Linked DNA regions of Mus musculus: regions 1 and 2 are each linked to region 3. The links are chromatin contacts, called in public HiCAR-type and promoter capture Hi-C maps. All regions are on one chromosome and are shown on one strand. The core of a region is the stretch at or near the end of the contact, and the rest is flanking DNA. Distances in the headings are between cores, read along the strand shown.

The links. Promoter capture Hi-C pulls out the DNA fragments that hold promoters and counts their contacts. HiCAR-type assays count read pairs that join an accessible place to other places.
Region 1: a HiCAR-type map of astrocytes shows a contact between it and region 3, with 10 times the contacts expected there. The contact joins the promoter of Rwdd3 here to the promoter of Dpyd in region 3. A contact is called at or near these places in 3 of 39 promoter capture datasets (cranial neural crest, hippocampal neurons and liver) and 1 of 115 datasets of contacts at active chromatin or transcription factors (astrocytes).
Region 2: a promoter capture Hi-C map of hippocampal neurons shows a contact between it and region 3, with 17 times the contacts expected there. The contact joins the enhancer-like site here to the promoter of Dpyd in region 3. A contact is called at or near these places in 8 of 39 promoter capture datasets (the 3T3-L1 cell line, cranial neural crest, frontonasal cranial neural crest and 5 more), 1 of 484 Hi-C or Micro-C datasets (ventral hippocampal neurons) and 3 of 115 datasets of contacts at active chromatin or transcription factors (embryonic forebrain, embryonic limb bud and stem cell-derived neural progenitor cells).

The regions. Positions count from the first base shown.
Region 1 is chr3:121,170,256-121,173,814 of GRCm38.p6, forward strand. It overlaps Rwdd3 (RWD domain containing 3), which reads right to left and starts at 1,440. Exons shown (of 5, transcript NM_028456.3): 1 at 1,337-1,440. The coding sequence starts at 1,421.
Region 2 is chr3:121,103,634-121,107,490 of GRCm38.p6, forward strand. No RefSeq gene overlaps it. Among named protein-coding and RNA genes, the nearest start is that of Rwdd3, 66 kb to the right of the region's middle. Within about 2 kb of position 1,363, at least 21 of the 459 cell types and tissues checked have an H3K27ac peak or open chromatin away from gene starts, as enhancers often do. A contact at or near this core is called in hippocampal neurons, where this site is marked.
Region 3 is chr3:118,560,510-118,564,315 of GRCm38.p6, forward strand. It overlaps Dpyd (dihydropyrimidine dehydrogenase), which reads left to right and starts at 1,671. Exons shown (of 23, transcript NM_170778.3): 1 at 1,671-1,805. The coding sequence starts at 1,767.

The DNA.
Region 1 (3,559 bases), core at 190-2,689, 2.6 Mb after region 3:
TAAATAGCTGCCTCCGGCAGAAGCAATTACCAATAGAGAGAATTGTGGAGACAGGAGATGCTAACCGATCAGGATGCTACCCAATCACAAGAGGGTGGCAAATCCCTACAATAAATCCTTTCATAGGGGTCTTAAGGAAGTTTCAAAAATATACAAGACAGGTCTAGGCACTTAAGAAGAGAGCAACTCCATTTTTCTAGAAAGTTCACATGGCCTGAAACGTCAAATCACCACAAAGATCTGTAGATGTGTGCATGCAAGAAGGCATAGGAGAAAGGGGTCACTGACTTATCTTATGGAAACCCAAAGCCCTCCTAATCATAGATATAGCTTCCTTAGGTCTAGCACATCTCACACTGTCTTCCTAGAGCTAAGCCAATTTATGGTCAGAAAAGCCATTACAATCGTAGTTACATTGTAACAGTAGAGGGATGGCTCTCACTGACCTCAAAATGTACATGACATATTTGACAGCTCAGCGAGGGTGAGAATAATTTGCATCAGCACATTTTCCCAAAAGGGGGAAATTGGGGGCACTCAGTGGTTAAGAGCACTGACTATTCCCTGGGTTCAGTTCTCAGCACCTTTAAGGCAAGGCTCTCAAACCCTCGGTAACTCCTAGCCCCTGAACGTCCTATTCAGGCCTCCCAGGCACACTCAGCATACAGGTCTATACAGGCATGCAAAACACTCATACATACGCCAAAAAAAAATTTAAAAGTGTGTGAGTGGAGCGTCTGGGTTCCTTAACGGAAGCCAAGACAAGAATGAAATTTTAGCTTTTTAAAACAATTAATAATAACAACAATAGTAATAGCTTTACAGACTATAAACTCTCAGAGGGTCGGTGCCCTGCCTGGGTTAGAAGAGAAGGTCTCCATGCTGCGTCCAGCAGAAGTCTGGAATCGGCTGCCATTTTTCAGCAGCCTGGAAAACGTAAAAATAAAAATATTTTTAAGTAAAACAACAAAAAAAATTAATAATAAAGTCAAAGGCAATTAACTCTGGAGAGTTCAAACCTTAACAAGCATTTCCTGACTGCCTTCCACGTGGCTGACAACCAACTACAGCGTCCTGTTGTCAGGGACGTGATACACAAATGCTTATGGTGGATGCCGACTATTTGGAGGAGCTGGGTTTCACGAGGAGGGCACTGCGCACCGTCTAGTTGCGGGAGAGCACGGGGTAGGGGGGCGGAGAGGGCGAGCTCAGGGGAGGGCACTGCAAGCGCAGGCCAACCCCACCCCCCAGTCCCCTCCTACTCCTGTCCAGGGCCACAAGACACCGGGTCCCCGACTCCCCGCAGTGGCCGCAGGGTGAGAGGCAGGGTATTCACCTGAACAGCTCAACATCTCCCACTCGTTGGGCCCGCAGAAGATCGCGGCCAGCGCCGAGAGCTCCTGCCGCACCTCCTCCACCATATCCGTGCGACCAGAACCCAAAGCCACTTCCGCCGCCTCCCGGAGCAAAGCTCCCCTACGGTCACTGGGGGGCGCCCCGGCCTCACAGCCAGGTCGGCTGCGGATGGCGCCGGGCGGGGGGCGGGGAGATGGGCGTGTTTATGGGCGTGGCATGTGTCCGCCCAGAACCTTCTGAGTTTTGGCCTCTGTGGTTTTCTGGATCAGAGAGAGACCTGTAAAGCCCCAAAGTCCCCTACAAGAACAACCAGGCTGTGAACCCACCGTGCTTCACCAGGCTAGGAGGAAATGGAGAGAGTAAAAAAAACCTAAACAAACAAGAAAAGCCAAACAAGGCGAACGAGCCCTTGTCAGGCTTTTGAACTTTGTGTCCTGAGATCCCACAGTGAGCAAAACACAAATTCCATGTCCTCATGAGGGTCAGTGACCCTCGTGGTCAGGATATTTCAGAAAAGAGAACGATAATGACCTCCAGGATACTGACCTGGTTGGTCACTAGCCTCGGGATTACACACAAGGTCTAGATTCCAGGGCCTCTTTCCAGTCCAAGATGAAGAAGAGGGAAGACTGAGATGAGACTCCTTAGAGATGGGGTCCAAAGCCAAAAACTAGCTTTACAGTGATTTGATTTGAGTTGATTTGATTTGGTTCGGTTTGGTTCGGTTCAGGTGATATTCGATGCATATAACATAATGTGTCTATTACCTCTCTGATCCCTGAAGCTTAATGGTGAAATCACCATCTTTGAATCTTGACCTAAATTTCAAAACACTCGCAGTAACAATAGGATAACAGAATGAGTGATGCATCTGTTTCAACCTCGACTTTAGTAAGCAAAATTAATTTGTGGTAAGTAGTTCTGTCTAGGTGCATTTGACTCCCCCCGCCCCCAAAATAAAAATTTTTAATTCTGCAGCTCCCAAGAGTCCTTTGGCTCACTCGGGGAGGTCTCATGCCACTGGTTTGTATCAGAAATAACATTCTGTGAGTTCATCAAAGAATTTAAGTAGGTCTTCAGTGACTCCTTTCACTGACTTCTACAAGTCAGAATAATTTTAACTGGGCCACGTTACTATCCCAATCATCATTTCTATTGCTAAAAGGGCAATTTGAAAAAAGGAAGAGAAATTGGCTTCCAAGAAGAGAAAGGAAATCTGATGAGATAGACAAGAAAAGCTTTTCCAGGGATGCCCTGAGATTTCAGTGACCCCAGGCAATTAGGAACCGTGCTGTGCAAATAATTAGAAAGATAAAGGTTTATTTAAACACATGATTATCTATAATGTAACCAATTTGTATTAGAAGAAAGAAAAAAAAAATAGTTCCTTTGAGTTATTTCCAAAATAGCAGTTCAAGCAAGTTCAGTGGGTTCATAATTAACTGTTAGAGAGATTTGGGGAAAAGATTACACTTTTTGATTTACAGCACCACTCTGTTATTCAATTTTCAGTTTAAAGTCCAATGTTACTGCTAAAAGTAATGGAAAATATTAATTTGATTATTTGTCATATTTGTTAAATGGTCCACACAATAATTGAATAGCCCTCATCCTGTTTTAATTTTTCAAATTCAATGTGTGATATGAACGAAATAACACGAACAGCGTGATTTCATTGTCAGCAGGATTAGGAGGCGATCACCGGAGCCTACTGTCAGTAAGGGGTCCATGGGAATTGATGTAAAAGTACAGCCATCTATTATCATACTTAAAATTTTCTGGTCAGTGGGTTTCTTCTTTGCTTTCCTTTCTCCGTTGATTCCTTAACCTGCTTTTCATACTTCATTTAGCATGCTTAAATAAAAAGTTCATGTGAATTGTCTTCTAAATTGACACTACCCGGAGACACTGAAATCCCTCGAATACATTTCTTGCACTCTGACATTTAGAAGTAATCATCACAGAGGCAGCGTGATGTCTGCTTGGCATTTCTCACACAACGGAAATAGCAGGTACCTGGCAGATCTCTGAAGCTACGGCACCATAATCATTTTTCTTGTAATAAGATTTCTTCTAGTCAGCGGCTACTGAAATTCTAGATATTTAAATGTGAAGTGGATGTGAACAGTGAGAGTATATTATCCACCTCTATCCCCACCTCCCACAAATACGCACACCAGTGTGTGATTTGCTAAAACAGTGC
Region 2 (3,857 bases), core at 113-2,612, 2.5 Mb after region 3:
GCAGCAATTTTTCCAATGATTTTTGGATGCTGTTTTTAGAGAAAGATAAATAGTCCAAGAACTGCCCTATCACCCCAGTAATCAAATATGCTAAAGGTGAATTGAAGGGGAAAAATCCTTATGAAATTTGAGGCAACCTTTGAGCCAAGAGTATAACACTATTAAATAGAGACATAAGAATTCTTTAAAAAAAAAAATAAATAAAACTCTGAATGTGGCTTCCATGCAAAATGTCACTTTCATTTTCGTTGGATTTTTCCCTCTCAAATGTATTTTATTTTAATTGTCAGATAAAACTGTATTATATACAGCATGTTTTAGAGAATATAGATTTATATATATATCCAATGTGAAATGTTTAAATCTGGCCAATTAGCACACACCCATTTGTTTTGTGAACTACACTGTTTGAGAAACAAATAGTAAACCTTCAATTTGCTAGTATTTGTATTTCATGCTTTGTACTGAGAGGGGTATGGGGCAGGGAAAAGGTTAGTTCACTTGCTCTTCAGCTACCTGACTTTAACTGCTTTCAAAGTGTGACCCTTTCTGTGTTCTTCTTCTGGGACTTTTTCTCTTAAAAAAAAAAAAAAAATCAAGTTTTTCTGAAGGGGAAACACTTTTTAAAATTCATCTGTTCGTCACCAAATCAAGACTTTGCCTGACGCACATCTTCCATAAACAATAAAGAGAAGCAGCCTGAGAGCTCCCTCCAATCAGAAGGAGAAAACTAAAATCAGCAGGGCCATGATTTCCTTAATATACTTAAAAGAGATAAAAACCCCATTGATGCTTCTAAAAATAAAAAGGAGGGAAGGGCTACTTTATTGATTCCCTGCAAACCAACGAACGTGTACCTTATTGATAACACTAAACACCATCTAAGCCTTTGGTGATTTTCAGCCGAAAGTCTGCTCCTGAATGAAGGCTTAAATCATTGTATTAATATATTAGAGGGAAAATTACCATGGGAGACACTTGGAAATTAATTAAAAACCCTGCACTCAGTTTGTTTGTGAGAGGAGATAAATATCACACACGGGGAAAGATGCCTGACAACCACCATAGCTTTCAGATCCCAAATTAGCCCCTGACAGCTATGTCTTTGTAGGAGTCTCCTTGGGGTACGATAAGCAGAGCTGTGTGGAATATGAAGATTCCTGATAGAAGTATTTATTACTGACACTTCCGAAACATTCCATGTGTGGCATCAGCAAAGCATGCCTCACCTCAGACAGAAATGTCAGCTTCGCATCCAAGATTTTTTTTTCCACCCACCCCCCGCCCCCCTCCCCACAACCAGCCCCATGCCTCCCTCCACATTCACCGCTTCCCACCTTCCGCTCCCAACTACGGTCTTTTTCAGAAGTTCAACAGCACCCCCTGCTGGAACTTGGGGGCTGCTTCAGCCTGTACACACTGGAGAGGCTCCATCGAGTCAGCAAAATGAAAGTGTATGTACAGCGGACCAGCTTCCCGCGAGGCAGGGACCACAGCACCATCCCGTTGTACAAAATCAGAGCTTCATAATGGCAATTTCGGCCGGTGTCAGGAGCTAAAGTCTTGAAAATATGTATACATTCTAAACAACAAACATCTAGCAAAGCTCTCATTCATTTTACGCGTGAAGACCAATAAATAACTGCTCTGTAATAATGACTGCTGCTGCGGAGTGGTTAAAAGGAAGAGACTTCACACGGGGAGATGAGGGGTGGGGTGGCTAGAGAACCACTATTTTATCTTGCTTACGTTGTTATAGACTCAACTCTGTCACTTAACATAATAAGCCGCATAAAGTGACAAAGGAGGAATCTCTCTGGGTCAGAGCTCCAAAAACACACCAGTCACTGTCCCGCCTCATCTAGCTAGCGAGCAAGGTATAATACAACAGCCCCAAATGTTTGTCAGAGAGGCAGTGGCTGTCCTTTCTCCCACCGTGTGAGCAGCCTTAGGTTGTCCAAAGGCTGGAGAAAATACTGCACTTTGTAAGCCTCACCCAGAATTAAGTGTGCACTCCAAAAAGGAGTCAGGCCAAGGGACTCAAGTCGAGCTCTGCTTTCTCTGATGTCAGCTTTTTCTTAGCAGGCCGGCAGGGGGGTTGCTAGGCTCTGTGCCTTTGGAGCAGGATCACCCAGAAGGTGCTCTGTCCGTGATATACTTATCTTGCTGCTAGGCAAGAAACAGATAACATCATCATGGGGAAGACTGCTTTACTGAGGGATTCCCAAGTCTGCCAGCATCAGGAAACAGGGTATTCACCACACCAGGCGCCCGTGTTAGGACAAAGGAGCAACCTCAGAATGAGTAAATGTCCAAATCAAGTTGTATTTTTATTTTTATCTCATTTTTTTCTTTTCTTTCTTTCTGTTTTTGCTTTTGTTTGATTGGTTGGTTGTTCTTTTGGTTGGCTGGTTGGTTGGCTAGTTGGGTTTTGGGTTGGCTTTGGTTTGGGGTTTGGGTTTTTTTATTTGGGGGGTTTTTTTGGTTTGTTTGTTTGTTTGTTTGTTTTATTTTTGTACGGGAGTTATTTGTTTGTTTTTCAAGACAGGATTTCTCTGTGTAGCCTTAGCTACGGGTTGTCCTGAAACTCACCCTGTAGACCAGGCTGGCCTGGAACTCACAAGGAGAAAGAACTAGAATACATGAGCTTACTCAGCAGTAAGTCTCAGAAGCTGAAAACATTCTAGACCTAGACTAGATTGTACAGAGCCTAGAAGCTTCCAGGGCTAGGCCTACATTACAAAATGGAGACAGTTAACATCAGAGACAGCACTTACTACATGAGAATAGTGAAAGTATTTTCACTTTTACACCTAGCAAAGTGGGGCCTTTATCTTAGCCAAGGGTCATCACAGGCTTTCTACAGAGATTAAAGAAATGTTATAAATTAGAGCTACAAATGATGGCTTAGGTCTGTAATTCCAGCACTTTGAAAGCTGAGGCAAAAGAGAGCTACAGAGGAAAATCACCATGGCCCAAGAAATGAAAATATAAAACTACATGATACAAGTTGACCACCCTGAATCTAAAAATTCACAAGCCAAACTGCTCTGAAATCTGAGAGGTGTTGAGCACCAACAAGACTCGAATCGGATTTTAAAGCAGCTTGGGTTCGGGCGCTTTTCAGATTAGTCATACCTAACTAGGAGAATCTATACAAATATTACAAAATCCAAAAACAAACTCCAAAATCTCAAAGACTTCTGGTCCCAAGCACATAGGATAAAAGACACTCAAAGAACTGTATGCCAAAGAGCCAGAGGCGGCTTGATCTCTCTGGAACAGAGGTGGAGGCTGGGAAGTTGGATGAGGCTCCCATGGGAGAGCACTCGCTGCTGTCCAGGGGAGACTGGGCTAGTTCTAGGAACCCTGGGAGACACTATGCAGAGGAGTGGAGTGACATATCCAGGAGGAACAGACACAGCTTGTGGTACTGCCCAAAGCAGGAAAGGAGAGCCTGAGCTCTGGGACTGAAAACAAGGCTGGCTGCTAAGTTTCTGAGAAGAACTGGTGGCTTATTGGATGTGGACCATGAGTGAGGAGGGTTTGGCAGTTACCAAGCTCAAAGTTCAGGAGAGCGCACAGATTGTGGCAGGGCTGAGTTGGAGACAAGGACCAAGGACAAGTCTGCTTGAGGGACAAGATGACACTCATAAGATGTGCTTCCGAAAAGATGTCCTCAAGTGTCCTCCACAGGCCTCCAGACAGATCCTTGTAACACTGATTATTAACACTGTCCTTGGCGGTCACAGCTGGAAAGGGACCTAACAGATCATTAAGGCCAAGCACTTTAAAAGCTCTGCTGTAGGGACCACAGGGTGGCAAAGCAAACTAGAGCGAGGCCGTTTCAGGAACCC
Region 3 (3,806 bases), core at 421-2,920:
ACAACCAAACAAACCCCAATTGTATGTGGGCTGCATTGGGCCACTGAAAAAGGTCACATCTTGTGGGTGGGGGAGCGAGGGGGCTAATTCATATTTAGAATCCCACTCTAGAGTTCAGGAGACTTAACAGCAGAAGCTGACATACCCGTTTCCAAGTGACTCAAGATCTGGTTAGAATGGAAAAATCCTTAAAGTTGGAGAAAGATTAAATGAATGAGTGAGAATACAGAAGCCAAGGGTGAATCTGGGGGTTCTATTTAACCCTCTAGCTTTTATTGTTGTTGTTGTTGTTATTATTATTATTATTATTAATTTTTGTGTGTGCTAATAGTTGATTGAAGGGACAATATGTGTCCAACCACTGGAAGTTTCAAGACCTTAAAGGTAACCAGGTGGTTTGTACTATAAGCCCTCTCCAGGCATCCAAGACTGCCCCCCATGTGTTCCTCTTTTTCTGCCAAGTGCAGGCACCACAGTTTGTGTCCTGCCAGTCTTGTTGTCAGAGCAGTGATGAGCCTTCTTGAAGACCACATCTAGAAAACCCAACATGGCAGTGTTACACTGAAAACAAAACGAAGCGTTAAGTACATGTCGAATTAAAAGAAAATGGATAAAGTAACGAAAAATACCAGCGAGGAGGGAATCATATGATTCCAAAATTATCATGATCTAGCCAATAGGACGAAGTGCCCTGTGTGCCTTAAAAGAAACAGATAGCACCATGAGAGAAGATGTCCGACTTAGAAAATGGTCTGGCGCCTAGGCTGCCACAAAGTTGAGGAGAGGACTAGTCTGATGACATCATTGTTTCTCCCTACCAACTATGTGACCAAATGCACAAAATAAACAACCCCTGTTCATATTTATGAACGTCACATTTTAGAATATTACTATATATTTTTAAAAAAATAGGCATGGACTGCCATGCAGAAAGAAAGCCTTGATCCTCTACAGATACCCTTTCACTAAAGTAGTAGCTCTCAACATGTGCATGGAGACCCCTCTGGGACTCTTTTGGGAGTGGAAAGACCCTTTCACAGGGGTCACCTAAGATCATTGGAAAACACAAGTATCTACATTACTACTTATAATGGCAAAATTATGATTTTGGAATATCAATGAAATAATTTTATGGATGGGGATTACCACACATAAGGAACAGATTAAAGGGTCGCAGCATGAGGAAGGTTGAGAACCATCTCACTATAGGCTGTTCTAGACTGTGGATACTGATGTCTGTCTGTCTTCTTGTGCCCTAGGCTCCCCAATACTACTACTCCCCCAGAACAGCTTCAAAAATCCTTCCAGCCTATTTGCTGGTGGCCAGAGGAACACAGGTACTCCCTGGTCCCTGGAGAGTTCTGGGACATCTTATTCTTTAATCTTTGTTTCTGCACGTTGCAGGGCTCAGAACTCAGAAGAACATCAAAGACGCAATTGTTTGCTTTTAATTCTGGGGATCTCTGACACCTAAACCCGCCTACCAAACTCAACCTTGGGGAGCAAAGGCCAGCACAACCAGAAATTCTCTGGAACAGAGCCCGGCAGCTTGGGACCAGTGGAACGGTGTGGCTGTGAGGCGTGCCTTGAGCGTTGCCCCGCCCCAGAGGCGTGTCTTTAGCATAGCCCCGCCCCTTCCATATTGCCTTGGCTCGGGCAGTCAGTGCACCAGTGCTGGGGCAAGCTGAGGCTTTGGTGCGGGGCTGGAGGCTGCTGCAGCAGAGGGAGGGTCTGTGTGCGGGAGTCTGAGGCCAGAAAGCGCTGCCATGGCGGGTGTGCTGAGCAGGGACGCGCCGGACATCGAGGTACCGACCGCGGCCCTGGGGTGGGAGGGTCACAGAGGGGCGGGAGGCCCGGGGGCGCACCCGGGACAGAGCTGGAGATCCGCGAAGTTTCCCCGGGAGAGACTTGCGGACCAGGCTGGACACTGTACTCCGGCACCAGGACCTGGTTACTTCGTAGGAGACTTAAAAGTGGCCGTCTCTCTCTGCCCTAAGTCATAGTGACCCAGAGGCTCAGAGTGCAGAGGCTTGGACTCCAGGGGACAGTAGCTCCACTTCCCGCCCAGGGAACCCTCTAACTCCTCCTCTGTCCCCTCCGTGGTTTTGTGGGACAACCACCCAGTGACCCACCTATAATAACAAAGCCCCGCAGTATGCAAAAGTGGAGCATAGAAATCCAAGATCCAGGCCGCTGTTTCGAGCGGCGCTGGCCCTGGTATTGTTTACCACTTAATTTCACATTTGGAAAAAATGGAACGAAGTACAGAAGACATTGGAAAGTGCGACCTCCCCGGAAAGAGATACACAAACTGCTCTGTTCTCTCCTCTCAACAGTGTTTGATTCTCTCTTGTTCTCTGTTTCTTCCAAAAATCTCATTTTTCTGAGAACGATCCCCTACCTGAAATAGCAAAAAATTTTTCCTCTGAGTTCTATATACTTTAATGTGTGTGTTGGGAGAAAGATTTGAGTTATGGCCGTGATTTTAATCACGCTGAATCAAAGCCTGTGTCTCTCAGGTTTCAGTTCCGTTTTGTTTAGGGAATTTTCTTCGAGATAAAAGCAAAACAAAACTTTTGTAGAATATTCGTGTTCTCTTCCCTTACTGTTTCCTTCCCTCCTGCCCGGCCCCCTTTTCCCACCTTCTGTGTGTTTGCTTAGAAATAACACACCCTTTCCCCTCCCCCTCCCCCTCCCCCTCCCCCTCCCCCTCCCCCTCCCCCTCCCCCTCCCCCGTTTGTTCTGCTCTTTAAATACAAGTTTAAAGACACCTGTTTGCAGCAGGATAGCTAACTGGTTTTCTTCTGCACCCTGCTCTCCCCGCACCCTGCCGTCAGTGATAATGAACCTTTATATGCTCTTAAAAGAAAGCTGATAGTGTTCTAAGAGCCTTCATATTTTCCTTTGATAAATCCACTGTAGCAGTAAGAGCAAAGGATAACGTGTTGACTTCTTTCTCTGTGTAGTTTACTTAGACTTTTCTTCACAATTTCTTTCTTGGCTATTGAACAATATGACTGATATAATGAACTATATGTGTGTGCATGCAGGGCACAGGATACCTACCATGTCTGATCGAAGTCATGGTCTCTGGGTACTATCTTTGATTTAACACCCCTGGGACATTTTTGGTTTTGTTAAAGTAAATCAGTTAGCAATCCTTTGGCAGCATCCAGGCTTTACAGTTGTCAGGAATCAGGGTGTCACAGATCGGATGGCTTTTGTTTAATTTCAGAAGAGTGTTTCAAGCTTAGCTGACTTCATGTTTTATGTTGTTTCTCATGTGCTTGTCTTGAAAAAGCAGTTCTTATCTGTATTCTTATGAGGAAAATGATGCCGGTGAGGTACGAAGTGTCCAGTTTAATTGTATAAGTTTTCATCAAGAACATTTATTCCCTCTGGGCCTTCCTGGTTCATTCAGATGAGCGTAACATTGCTGTGTGTGACTCCCACTTGATGCACACCTTACAACTTGGAGTGGAGGCATTCACTGTCTTCAGCATTTGTACTTGTGTGCTCCACACTCTCATCAGTCGCATCTTTTTTTTTCTTTTTCACCCACAATACTTTACTTTCCCCTCAAAGTAATACCCATGATTCATGAGCTAAAAATACCATGAAAGAGCGTGAAATTAATCATTAAAATATAACACAGTGAGGAAAGGTACATTAAGCCGGAGGAACACACTCACACAGAGATGCCTCCGTTAATCCTGTTAACCTACTGAAATTCTCTTTGTATTGAAGAATCAGAATAAATTATGAAGGCTTAGTTTTCTGTCAAATTCGAAAGCTTTCCTGAACAT